Regions from separate parts of the Mus musculus genome. Here region 2 is linked to region 1. A link is a contact called in public promoter capture Hi-C data. All regions are on one chromosome and are shown on one strand. The core of a region is the stretch at or near the end of the contact, and the rest is flanking DNA. Distances in the headings are between cores, read along the strand shown. Region 1 holds the start of Mtfp1 (mitochondrial fission process 1). Region 2 holds the start of Ube2d-ps (ubiquitin-conjugating enzyme E2D, pseudogene).

The links. Promoter capture Hi-C pulls out the DNA fragments that hold promoters and counts their contacts.
Region 2: a contact with region 1 is called in a promoter capture Hi-C map of liver, with 5 times the contacts expected there. The contact joins the promoter of Ube2d-ps here to the promoter of Mtfp1 in region 1. A contact is called at or near these places in 2 of 39 promoter capture datasets (both in liver) and 1 of 115 datasets of contacts at active chromatin or transcription factors (astrocytes).

The regions. Positions count from the first base shown.
Region 1 is chr11:4,093,648-4,099,427 of GRCm38.p6, reverse strand. It overlaps Mtfp1 (mitochondrial fission process 1), which reads left to right and starts at 3,997. Exons shown (of 4, transcript NM_026443.4): 1 at 3,997-4,212; 2 at 4,912-5,039; 3 at 5,395-5,627. The coding sequence starts at 4,146. Gm51935 (a long non-coding RNA gene) reads right to left here. Exons shown (of 3, transcript XR_003949843.1): 3 at 4,686-4,774. Sec14l2 (SEC14-like lipid binding 2) reads left to right here. Exons shown (of 12, transcript NM_144520.2): 12 at 993-2,389. The coding sequence ends at 1,123.
Region 2 is chr11:5,758,961-5,764,086 of GRCm38.p6, reverse strand. It overlaps Ube2d-ps (ubiquitin-conjugating enzyme E2D, pseudogene), which reads right to left and starts at 1,937. Exons shown (of 7, transcript NR_015577.1): 1 at 1,847-1,937. It also overlaps a transcript of Urgcp not described here.

The sequences.
Region 1 (5,780 bases), core at 2,748-5,247:
TACTCCTGGGTGCTAGGATCAGAGATCTCTGAGTGTAGACAAACAAAAAGGCCAAAACGTTTTGGTTTTACACAGAAATTAACAAAAATGTTACAAATTGTTCTACACTTATCATAGCCTCTGCATGTATCTTAGACATTCCTCCCAACACCCTGTCCTTTGTCTATATGGCCAGTCTGGACTCAAACAGTGTATATATAGTACAGGCTGCCCTTGAACTTCTGACCCTTACCTTCCTGTGTTGGGATTACAGGGGTACCACCATGCCCAGCTAAAGCTCTTTCTTTTTATGTCAGAAAAGTGTTTCCCTATATGGATTACAGCACAAATCCCTTGGGCAATTTTCCTTCTGTGACCAGCCCATCCTTTTGTCATTATGGGCAGGCGTGCAGCGAGCATCCTGGTCCCGTCAATCTTCCCAGAGGGTAAGCAGCTGATTCATACAGTCTGCAGGGAAGCAGAACGGGCTGGGGTTCCCAGGGTCCAAACGAGACAGTACTACAGTCAGGAATGCAAACCAGAAGGAAGCCCAACCCCACTGTGGCTCACCGTGTGCCCTAGAACCCTTGGAGCTGAGCTAAAGTCGGACTGTTGCTGACTTCAGAGTTGTGAGGAAGAACGGGATCACACATATAGACTACAAACCCATGGTTTCACACATAGACTGTATCCTCACAAGCACTGAGGCTGCCAACATTATTCTGCCTGTGTAACAAAGCCATGACTTTGGCCTTGGAGACCTTTTCCTTCCAAGCTGTTACAGATGTGAGTCTCTGTCCCGCGTCTCACTTGGCCTGTTCTGCATTTTCACACCAGTTTTCACTTTCTGAACACACTCATCCAGACTGAGTTCCAGGGGACCAAGGGCTGTTACACCACTTTCGCCTCCATCTCCTACCACACCACCTTGCTCAGTCAGTACAAACCAGTCCCTTCACCACCCTCTACCTCTGGGGGGAACTGCCTGAATGCTTGGTTTTCTGCTTCCTCAGATGTTCTGCGGTTCGACAACACCTACAGCTTCATCCATGCCAAGAAAGTCAGTTTCACCGTGGAGGTCCTGCTTCCAGACAAAGCAGCCGAAGAGAAGATGAACCAGCAGGGGGCAGACACCCCCAAATAACACCTCGCCCCTGCAGCAGGCCTGGCCCCCCCAATGTCTTCCTGTCAGTTTCTTTAGTCATTTTCCTGCAACCAATTAGCCCAAAGAAACTGGGCTGGAGGGAAGACTTCAGACTGGACGGAGCTCCTGTTCAGAATCAGAATGAGGATAAATAGCTAGATGGGTCCTCGTCGTCAGAATACTAAGGGGTCTCCAGGGACCGGCTGTAATGATGTCTACCCTGTAGACTTTGCCAACTTCACCTGCCCAGGAACAGCTGAGACAGGGAGGGAAGGGTACACAGGATGGTGGCAGGGAAGAACTTAGAAAGAAGTGAAGCGATTGGATGTCATACTCAGGGAAGCCAGCTGCTGGGGAGAAACTTGCTCCTAAATGAACATGGACCAAACCTCCATGATTGTAATGATGGTTGCAAGGTAGCAGGCCACTAGATGTGATGGGTATCCAAAGCTCTTTGAAACTTTTTGTCATAAGCCTTGAGTCTCTCGTCCCCCCCCCCCCCCAATCTCAGGAGTAACCCAAGTCAGCACTGGAAGGAAGGCTAACAGCCCCCCCCCCCAGAACCTCATTAACTCCTGGGTTCCACTGGCTGCCTGTTTAAACCCTCCACAAGCACAAGGGTAATTAATTTCAGGGATCATAGATAGGAAAGGACCAAGGAGGCGGTGGGTGGGCCCCAAGCCTCTCACTAAGTAACCCTCCGCTTGAGCAGCCCTACACAAAGATGACAATTGGGGCTGAGACAGCACTGAGTGCACTTCCCAGTCCAGTCTCCCACAGTGCCTGAGAACCAGTCTCCTGACAGGAGCAAGGGCTTGGTGGGCCCTTCTCTGTGGAGGCGTGTAATAGCAGCAGTGGCTTCCTCTTGCCTGGGGATGCAGGTAGCCAGGGTGGGCGGTTTCCCGGGAAGGTAGCCATAGCTGGGCAAACATTTGAGCCAGGGTAAAGAGGGGGGCCAGGCACAGGTGACCTTGCAATAAAAAGCTCTTGACCCCACACAACTTGAGAGCCAGGTTACAGGCTGCCCAGAATTCAGGAAGGATGCCCCAGGCCCTTGCGGGGTCTGCCTTTTCCTCTGAACGAGGCGTTGGCCCAGCCTCGTCTCAGGAAGCGGAGGGAGCTCTGGGCAGGTGCAGGGATGGCAAGCAGAGAGGGCCGAGGCTACCCAGGATCTAGTCACACATCTCAGGGGCACAGCCTGGCCTTGGTTTACAATGCTGTTAGGTACATTAACCAATGAATAAAGTGATCAATTTTCAAAGCAAAGAGCAGAATTCATTGCCCATCGCCGGCTTCCTAGCGGTCTCTTACATTAGACCCCAAATTTTCAGATGCCAAGTAGCAGGCTAAAATTACACACACACACACACATGTTCTGTTCCTTTCCCCTCTACTCTCACGACACTCGGACACAGGCACGCACAGAGAGACAGTAACGTCCCTTTCCTCTCCTCTCGCGACAACGTTCTCCGAAGTCCTAACAAGTTGCCTTCCGATTGGTTCAGCCGGTGAGCGTCGTCCGCCATCTTTGTTCAAGGCATTCGGATGCTCCCGAGAGCCTTCACGGTGAGGGCGGAGGCCCCGCCCCATTCGGTGGTTCCAGACGGGTTGGGCGGTTCTCCCGCGGTGACCGGCGCAGCGGGTACTAAATGGGAGGGAGGCCGAGGGTTAGCGTCACGTGGCTTTAGGGACCGTCTCCTAATTCCGCTCCAGCACTCTACCTTCCCACCCGCGCCGGGCTCAGTCCCCGGTGACCCACAAGTTTCAAGAAGACACGGGCTGAAAACACTGGCTTCCGAAGGGAGTCGGTATACACCTTTCGGATCTAAAAAAGCTAAAAGAACTGTGCAAAGCTAGATAAGACCCTGTTCTTACCTAGCTGGATATTTTTTGTACTGTGTAGCCTCCAACCAGGCCTGAAACTCCCTGTGTAGACAGGGCTGGTCTCGAACGCACATAATACTACCTGTTTCTGCCTCCTACATTCTGAGATGAAAGCATGCAACACCATGCCTGGCTTATAAGAGATTTAAGGCCATATTTATTTGAATTTATCTGTGTGTCTCATGTGTGAATGTATAGGTGTGTGTGTTTGGGGGAGGTGGGTGCTGCCTGTGGAAACCAGAAGTGTCAGATTCCCCCGAGATGGAGTTACAGATGGCTGTGAGACACCCGTGTAGATGCTGGGACTGGAACTCCGGCCCTCTGGAAGAGCTGTAAGCGCTCTTAACCACTGAGCCATCTCTCCATTCTCACCCATTTTGCTTTACAGACGTGGTCGTTGGGACCGGGGTGGGGAGTGGGGGGAGGGGCGGTGTGTGTGTGTGTGTGTGTGTAAGTGGCTTACATCTACTAGGCGGCCCAAGTAGGATTTGTCTCTAGGGGCCATAGCATTGCCCCTCTGAAATCCCAGAGGATTCAGAGTGCTTTTGCCCCTTGTAATAACTCCCTAGCTCCCTTTTCCATTTTAACAGTTGCATGAGTCAGGAGAGTGGCTGTCCTCTTTGTGTCTCTATTTCCCTACTGTAAAGTAGGACCCTACGCTAGTGCCAGAGCTTAAGGAAGCAAACTTGAGTCTACTGGACACATGATGACTGTTATAATTAATTAGTCCTTGCGACTGTCTAAGGCAGTGAATGTTGGCACGCCTCCCATTTACACACGAACCGCGGCTCAGAGAAATACACCTTTCCTAGAAGCCGCACACCTAAGAAGATTCCATTCTCCGATTGGAACTCTGACCTATTTAACTCCAAAAACTAGTCATGTCTGGGAGAGTTTTGCATTAACTGCTCAGAGAAAACAAGACCATCTGTCTGCAAAACCCAAGCCTAGGAGAGGGGCTTGGATGTTGTATAAGGCAATTTTCAGACACTCCCTGCAGTGGCGTTAGCGATAGCGGGACCCGTCCTTCAGCCTCGGACTACTGGCGGGTTCTTGCCTGGTGTTAGCCAAGTGCTAGTGGAGACACAGTTGTGGTGAGACTCTAATCTGCAGCGACTCCAACCTTGCCGGGGAAGTCATGTCGGAGCAGCAGCGGCAGGGCGCCGAGCGCGACCTCTACCGGGACACGTGGGTGCGCTACCTGGGTGAGCGTGGGAGTGACAGACGCAGCGACCCCACCACTCCGGAGGGGCTGGGGGCGGGGGGGGGGGGGAAGCAATGGACCGGGTTGCCGATCTGGAGTCTGAAAAGGGGCTTAGTTCTTATTCGGCTTGGCCTGGAGACAGGGCTCAGGAGAAGGCTAGGGACTTGTCCAAGGTCACACAACCCTGTTGGTTCAGATCTGTCCACGGGGCTCTTCTGGAGGCACAAACCGAGTGTGTGGGTTGCCCTCTGCCATGACCGTGCACTAGCCATGGCGTCAGAGGATCTGGACTCCTAGCAAGTCTGCCTTTCCCAGGCTCTTCCTAAGCTTCAGTTTTCTCTTCTGTAAAAAGGGCTGAATGCGAGGCACTCCTGTCGGGTGCTGACTGTAAGAGCGGGCTGAGGTAAGGCCTTAAAAGACCTGGCACTTGATACTGGTCAGTGGAGCCCACCCTCAGTGATTCGGTGGCCTCCGGTCGCCTCCCTGGTGCAGATCCCCAGAACCACGGCTGGGGACTTTGATCAGTGAGCCATGAACTTCATTGTCGGTGTCAGTCCGCGGGCCTAGAAACCAAAAGGTAAAGTTACTTGACTGAGGTCACCTGCCGCACTGTAGTTTAAGAGGTTAGGGTTAGAAGCAGCTTTCTGTGTAGCGCCCCCTTGTGGAAAGGGCCAGAGAGTTAAATGCCTTTTCCCTCCAGGCTACGCCAATGAGGTGGGGGAGGCTTTCCGCTCGCTGGTTCCTGCAGCTGTGGTGTGGTTGAGCTATGGTGTGTCCAGCTCCTATGTCCTGGCCGATGCCATAGACAAAGGCAAGAAGGCAGGAGAGGTGAGTGTTAATTAACCCTTTCCAACCCATCCTAGTGTGGGTGGTATGCAGTCTTGCAGTGGGGACAGCCCTATCCCCGTTAGCGTCTCATAGTGCAGTCCATAAGCTAATCTTGTTTGTAGGATTGTTCATCCCCACCCGACCAAACCATTTGGGTAGGAGGTGACAGTTGGTACCTCTCCTGGATGTGGGCAAATCACCCCCAACCCTGAATGTAGTACAGCCCAGTCCTCCACCCAGCTGCCTTCTACCCTACTACCTCCGCATGTTCTTCCTCCTTGGTCCACCGGCATGCTTCTGTCTATAGGTTTCCTACCTCTGCCCCAGCTGGGCTAAATGTCTTTGTACCTTTCAGGTGCCAAGCCCTGAAGCAGGCCGCAACACCAGAATGGCCCTGGCTGTGGTCGACACCTTTGTGTGGCAGTCTCTGGCCTCTGTGGCTATCCCAGGCTTCACCATCAACCGTCTGTGTGCTGCCTCTCTCTATGTCTTGGGTACTATGACCCACTGGCCCCCGACTGTCCGCAAATGGACCACCACCACACTTGGACTGCTGGCCATCCCCGTCATAATCCACCCCATCGACAGGTAGGGGCCTTTCTGGTCTCAGGGACCAGTCACTCTGCAGGTAGAGTTAGGCTGTGAACTGTGGGCACAAAACCGGGGCAGCAGAGGCAGGGTTGAAGTAGAGAGGCCATCTGTGCTCTTATCAGCTAGAGCGGCAGAGCGGCAGAAAAGGAA
Region 2 (5,126 bases), core at 688-3,187, 1.7 Mb before region 1:
TGGTCCAGTGGCTAGAGTACTTGCTCCCAACCCCTACATGATAGCTCACAAACATCTGAAGGTCTAGTCCAAGAGGATCTGACACCCTCTTCTGGATTCCACAGAGTACCAAGCATGTATACGATGCAGTCATTCATGCAGAGGAAACACCAATACACAAAAGAACTTAAGAAAAACCAAGCACATTATTTAAAAGTTGCAATGTATTTTGTATTGTGATATTATTATGAGCTCTTGGGGATAAACAAAAAAAGAAAAGATTATGGTTTAATAACAATCTATTGGTATATTAAGTTGATAAGGGGTCAATCGACTTGGAGGGTCATTTGGGAAGAGGTAACCTCAACCCAGCAAATCCCTCCATCAGACTGTCCTGTAGACAAATGTCTGAGACATTTACTTGACTGATGTAGAAGAAAGAGCCCAGTCCACTGTGCACGGTGCCCTAACTGGCACATGGTCCTGGGGTATAGAATAAAGCAAACTGGCACACACCAGCAAGCAGCCCTGCTCCATGGCCTCTTCTTCAGTTTCTGCCTCCAGGTCTCTGCTTTGGCTTCCCTCTCCTCCCAAGCTGCTTCTGGTTATGGTGTTTATCACAGCGACAGAAATCTAATTGAGACACATAACCTGGATCCACTTGGTGGAAAGAATCATGCTAATGCTAAAAGTTAGGGTCATAGGGCTGGAGAGATGGCTCAGTGGTTAAGGGCATGAACTGCTCTTCCAGAGCTCCTGAGTATGATTCTTGGCACCTACACAGGGCACCTTACACCCACATATAAGTGAGCAAATCTTTTTTTTTTTTTTGGTTTTTCGAGACAGGGTTTCTCTGTATAGCCTTGGCTGTCCTCTGTAGATCAGGCTGTCCTCGAACTCCGTCTGCCTCTGCCTCCCAAGTGCTGGGATAAAAGGTATGCAACACCACGCCCGGCCCCAAATCCTTTAAAAAAGAGGTTATAAATACCATTTTGCAGTATAGAAAATCCCAACTAGGGTTGGTGAGATGGCTCAATGGGTAAGAGCACCCGACTGCTCTTCCGAAGGTCAGGAGTTCAAATCCCAGCAACCACATGGTGGCTCACAACCATCCGTAACGAGATCTGACTCCCTCTTCTGGAGTGTCTGAGGACAGCTACAGTGTACTTACATATAATAAATAAATAAATAAATAAATAAATAAATAAATCTTTAAAAAAATTCCAACTATTAATACTATGTGAAAACATGGATCATAAATTACAGTATAATGCAGGGTATGGTGGTGCACGCCCCTCGGCAACCAGAGGCAGGAGGATCTCTGTGAGTTTGAGGCTGGCCTTGTCTACATAGCGAGTTCTGGGTCTGCCAGGAGGCCGTGTCTCAAAAAACCAAACCAAACCAAACCAAAACGGAACAAAAAACAACTTAGAAATATAAAATAATTTTCTTTAGGAAAAGGACGAAAAGTGGATAGGCTAAAACGTTAACAAATGGTAAAGGGTGGATTGGTGGCTTCTTTTTCTGAGATGCAATTACCAGGCTCTAGGTTAATGGGCTAATACAAACCTACGGGATGAAATTCTCCCGCAGCTCAGCCTCTCGTGCTAGGCACCCTGGGAGACACCCCTCTGCTTCCCTAAACTCCGCCCAAAGCTGCGCGCGCACGTGACCCGGTCGCATGACTCCGCCCCCGCGAGTCGCCCGCCAGAGGCACTCAGCCACCTCCTAAGTCTGCGCCGACCGCGGCGGAACTCGCGCGGGGCAAGTGTCAGTGCGCCCTGCCGCACCTCAGCCGCGGGGTTCTATTCGCTGCGACAGCCCGCAGAGTGGACGGGCGGGAGGACCCCGTTTCCGCCACTCTTACCTTCTGGATCCGTTTTAGAGCCATGTTCCCGCTGCTCGTGCCCCACCGGCCCTGCGGGGCAGACTAAGACGGCCGCCTGGGCCGCAACGCTGCACGCCGGGAACGGCGCTCTACGCGTGCGCGCCGCGGTGCGCTGTGGGTAGCTAGTGCGCGCAGCAGTCCTGGGTCTGACCACGGAGTCGCGCACGGTCAGTTACTCGGCCACGGTCACGGCCCTGTGGCTCTGGTTTCTGCTAGGCGAGGGGCCTGGGCACCAGGACATGCCTGAAACCGCAGGTGCCACACGCTATGCTCTCTGCCCCTCCCTGGGCTCCTCCCCAGGCTGTCACTTAACTCCTGAGCTTAGTGGTTGTCAGCGCTGTAAGTATACATTCACTTTTATATGCTTTCTGGGCAGAAGTGTTACAGATATTTCTGAATACGCGTAGGTGCTGAGCACAGATGCATCTACATGTCTGGAGAGCTGCATTTTCAGTAGTACTTAGTTGGCTTCAATGCACTGCCGCTATTGAGACTCAGCCTGAAAGTGCACATCCCAAGCTAAACTCTGCTTCCCTTTCCCCAAGACATCGAACTGTTTAAGACCAAGTGTAAAGAACTTAGTGGTATGTCACAAAATCTGTGTAATAGATTGTAGCCAACATCTTGGAAATGAAATAGAATATGGCAAAATACATAATATCAGCGTGCCTCATACAGTAAAGAATCTGGACTCTCTATATAAATAATCATATATATTGTTTCCAGACAGATAAACCTAATAGGGTATGCTAGTGCAGTTGCTCTGGACCAAAGGTGTTCCAACACCAGACTGGGCTACATAGTGAGTTTGAGGCCAGCCTGGATTGCAGAGTAAGACCATGTCTTAAAAAAAAAAAAAAAGCCGGGCGTGGTGGCGCACACCTTTAATCCCAGCACTCAGGAGTCAGAGACAGGCGGATTCCTGAGTTCAAGGCCAGCCTGGTCTACAAAGTGAGTTCCAGGACAGCCAGAGCTATGCAGAGAAACCCTGTCTGGAAAAACCAAAAAAAGAAAGAAAGAAAGAAAGAAAGAAAGAAAGAAAGAAAGAGAGAAAGATCCCCAAAGGAAAATCTAAAACTAGAGGAGCTGAGGAGATAGTAGATAGGAGTGCTTGTGGTGCAAGCATGGGGCCCTGAGATCATTAGTACCCACAGAAAAGGTGAGGTTGGCTACTCATGTCTCTAACCCCAGCACTGGGTAGCCGGCATGACAGGATCCCTGGAGCTACCTTAGCATAGATAGTGAGATTCCAGTTCAGTGAGAGACCTTGCACCAAAAGCAGTAAGGCACAAAGAGTAGCATTTACTCTGTCATATATCTGGCATTCTACTCTGGCCTCTGTCATGTTCCTGCACATACGCATACAAACCCTGCCCAAAACAAAAACAATGAATCGAACACTTAAATGGTTTCCCAGCCAGATTCCTATATGCCATTCACCTATTCTCCTAGTTTATCCTAAACACATGTCATGAACTGTCCTCTAAACTATAAGCCTTACCAAGCTCCACCCTCTTCCAAAACTCCACAAGGAAGATCTGTGGCCTGTGGGAATACATTCAGGGCTCTCTGTGATCCCTTAGGGTCTGCTGTCTTTAAGTTTTACTTCCTTACCTTTAGTTATGCTATTGTGGTGGTGGCTCATGCCTTTAATCCCATCACTCTAGAGGCAGAAGCAGGCAGATCTTTCAAAACAGGGTCTCTGTAGAGCCCTGGCTATCCCGGAGCTCACTCTGTAGACCAGGCTGGCCTTCATTCAGCTCACAGAGATCTACCCATCCTGCACCTTCTATCATTTAAAAAAAAAAACCATTTATTTAATGTATATGAGTACACTGTGGCTGTCTTCAGAAACACCTGAAAAGGGCATCAGATCCCATTACAGATGGTTGTGAGCCACCATGGGGTTGCTGGAAACTGAACTCAGGACCTCTGGAAGAGCAGCCAGTGATCTTAACCACTAAGCCATCCCTCCAGCCCCATCTTCTATATCTTTACACCTTGACTCTTTCTTTTTTTTAGATTCTTTTCATTTTATTACACATATATTACATACATATATATATGTGTGTATATACATATATATGTATGAATATTTGCCTGTGTGTTTATATTTGTGTGTATGTGTCCACAGTGGTTTGAAGAGGTCAGAAGAGGGGTTGGATTTCCTGGAACTGGAATTAAAGATGGTTGTGAACCACCATGTAGTCCTGGGTCTTTTGCAAGAACAAGTGCTCTAGACCACTGGGCTATCTTTCCAGCCCTGTGGCCTACTTTTATCTGGAAAGCTTCCTTTGTTTTTCTTGAGTAATCTTCCAAAGCTAGTTGAAACTTCACTCAGATGGCTTAAGTACAAGACTTTGCTTCTGGAGTCATGTTTTCACAGCCCACCTGGGTGCATGTTTCCAGTTGGGTGCAGTGGCTCTCATTTGTACTCTAGCTACTTTGGAAACTGAGAAAGGAATATCGTGAGTTAGGGCCAACCTGGGCAACATCTAGAGTCTCCCATTAAAAAAAATAAACAAATGTAACTGGAGTTGGTGTCTTGTGCCTATAATTCCAGCTCTTGTGAGGCCAAGACAAGAGGATTGCTGTTAGTTCAGGCCAGCCTGGGTTGCAAGTGAGTCCCTGTCTCAAAAAAACTAACAGCCAGGCAGGATGGTGCACATCTCTAGTCCTAGTACTTCGGAGGCAGAAGCAGATCTCTGTGAGTTTGAGGTCAGCCTGGGCTGTAGAGCACCAACCAGTATAGTATAGTGAGATCTTGTCTCCAAAAAAATCAGGCAAGTAAAAAACAACTACCCTCTACCCTGACATACACACATAACTTTGGTCACCTTGCAGAGAATAAGAGACTTTGGAACACTCAGCCAATATCACACACCCTTCTCTCCTTAGGAGATCTATTTAGATGAGGGAGCAGAAAGATTGTTAGAACCAGTCAGAGCCAGAAGAGATGGATAACTTCAAGGAAAGAGCTTTTTAAAGACATATCAGAGCAGTTGTATGTATGAACTCACAGACTGACAGCAAGCAGAAGACCTGCACAAGTTGAAGTCAGACAATCCTAGCGCTGAGAAGAGGAAGTAGACACAAAATCCCGCCCACCCTAGCCAAGGAGCTATTTGTAAGTGAAGGCTGCTGGCCGAGGGAAAGTCAAGTTTCCTTCCATGAAGGACCCTGGGTTTATCCACCACATCCCAGGAGTAGTCATTCAATACAATTGGACTTGATGTATTTGTGGTTTTAAAGGAGAAGA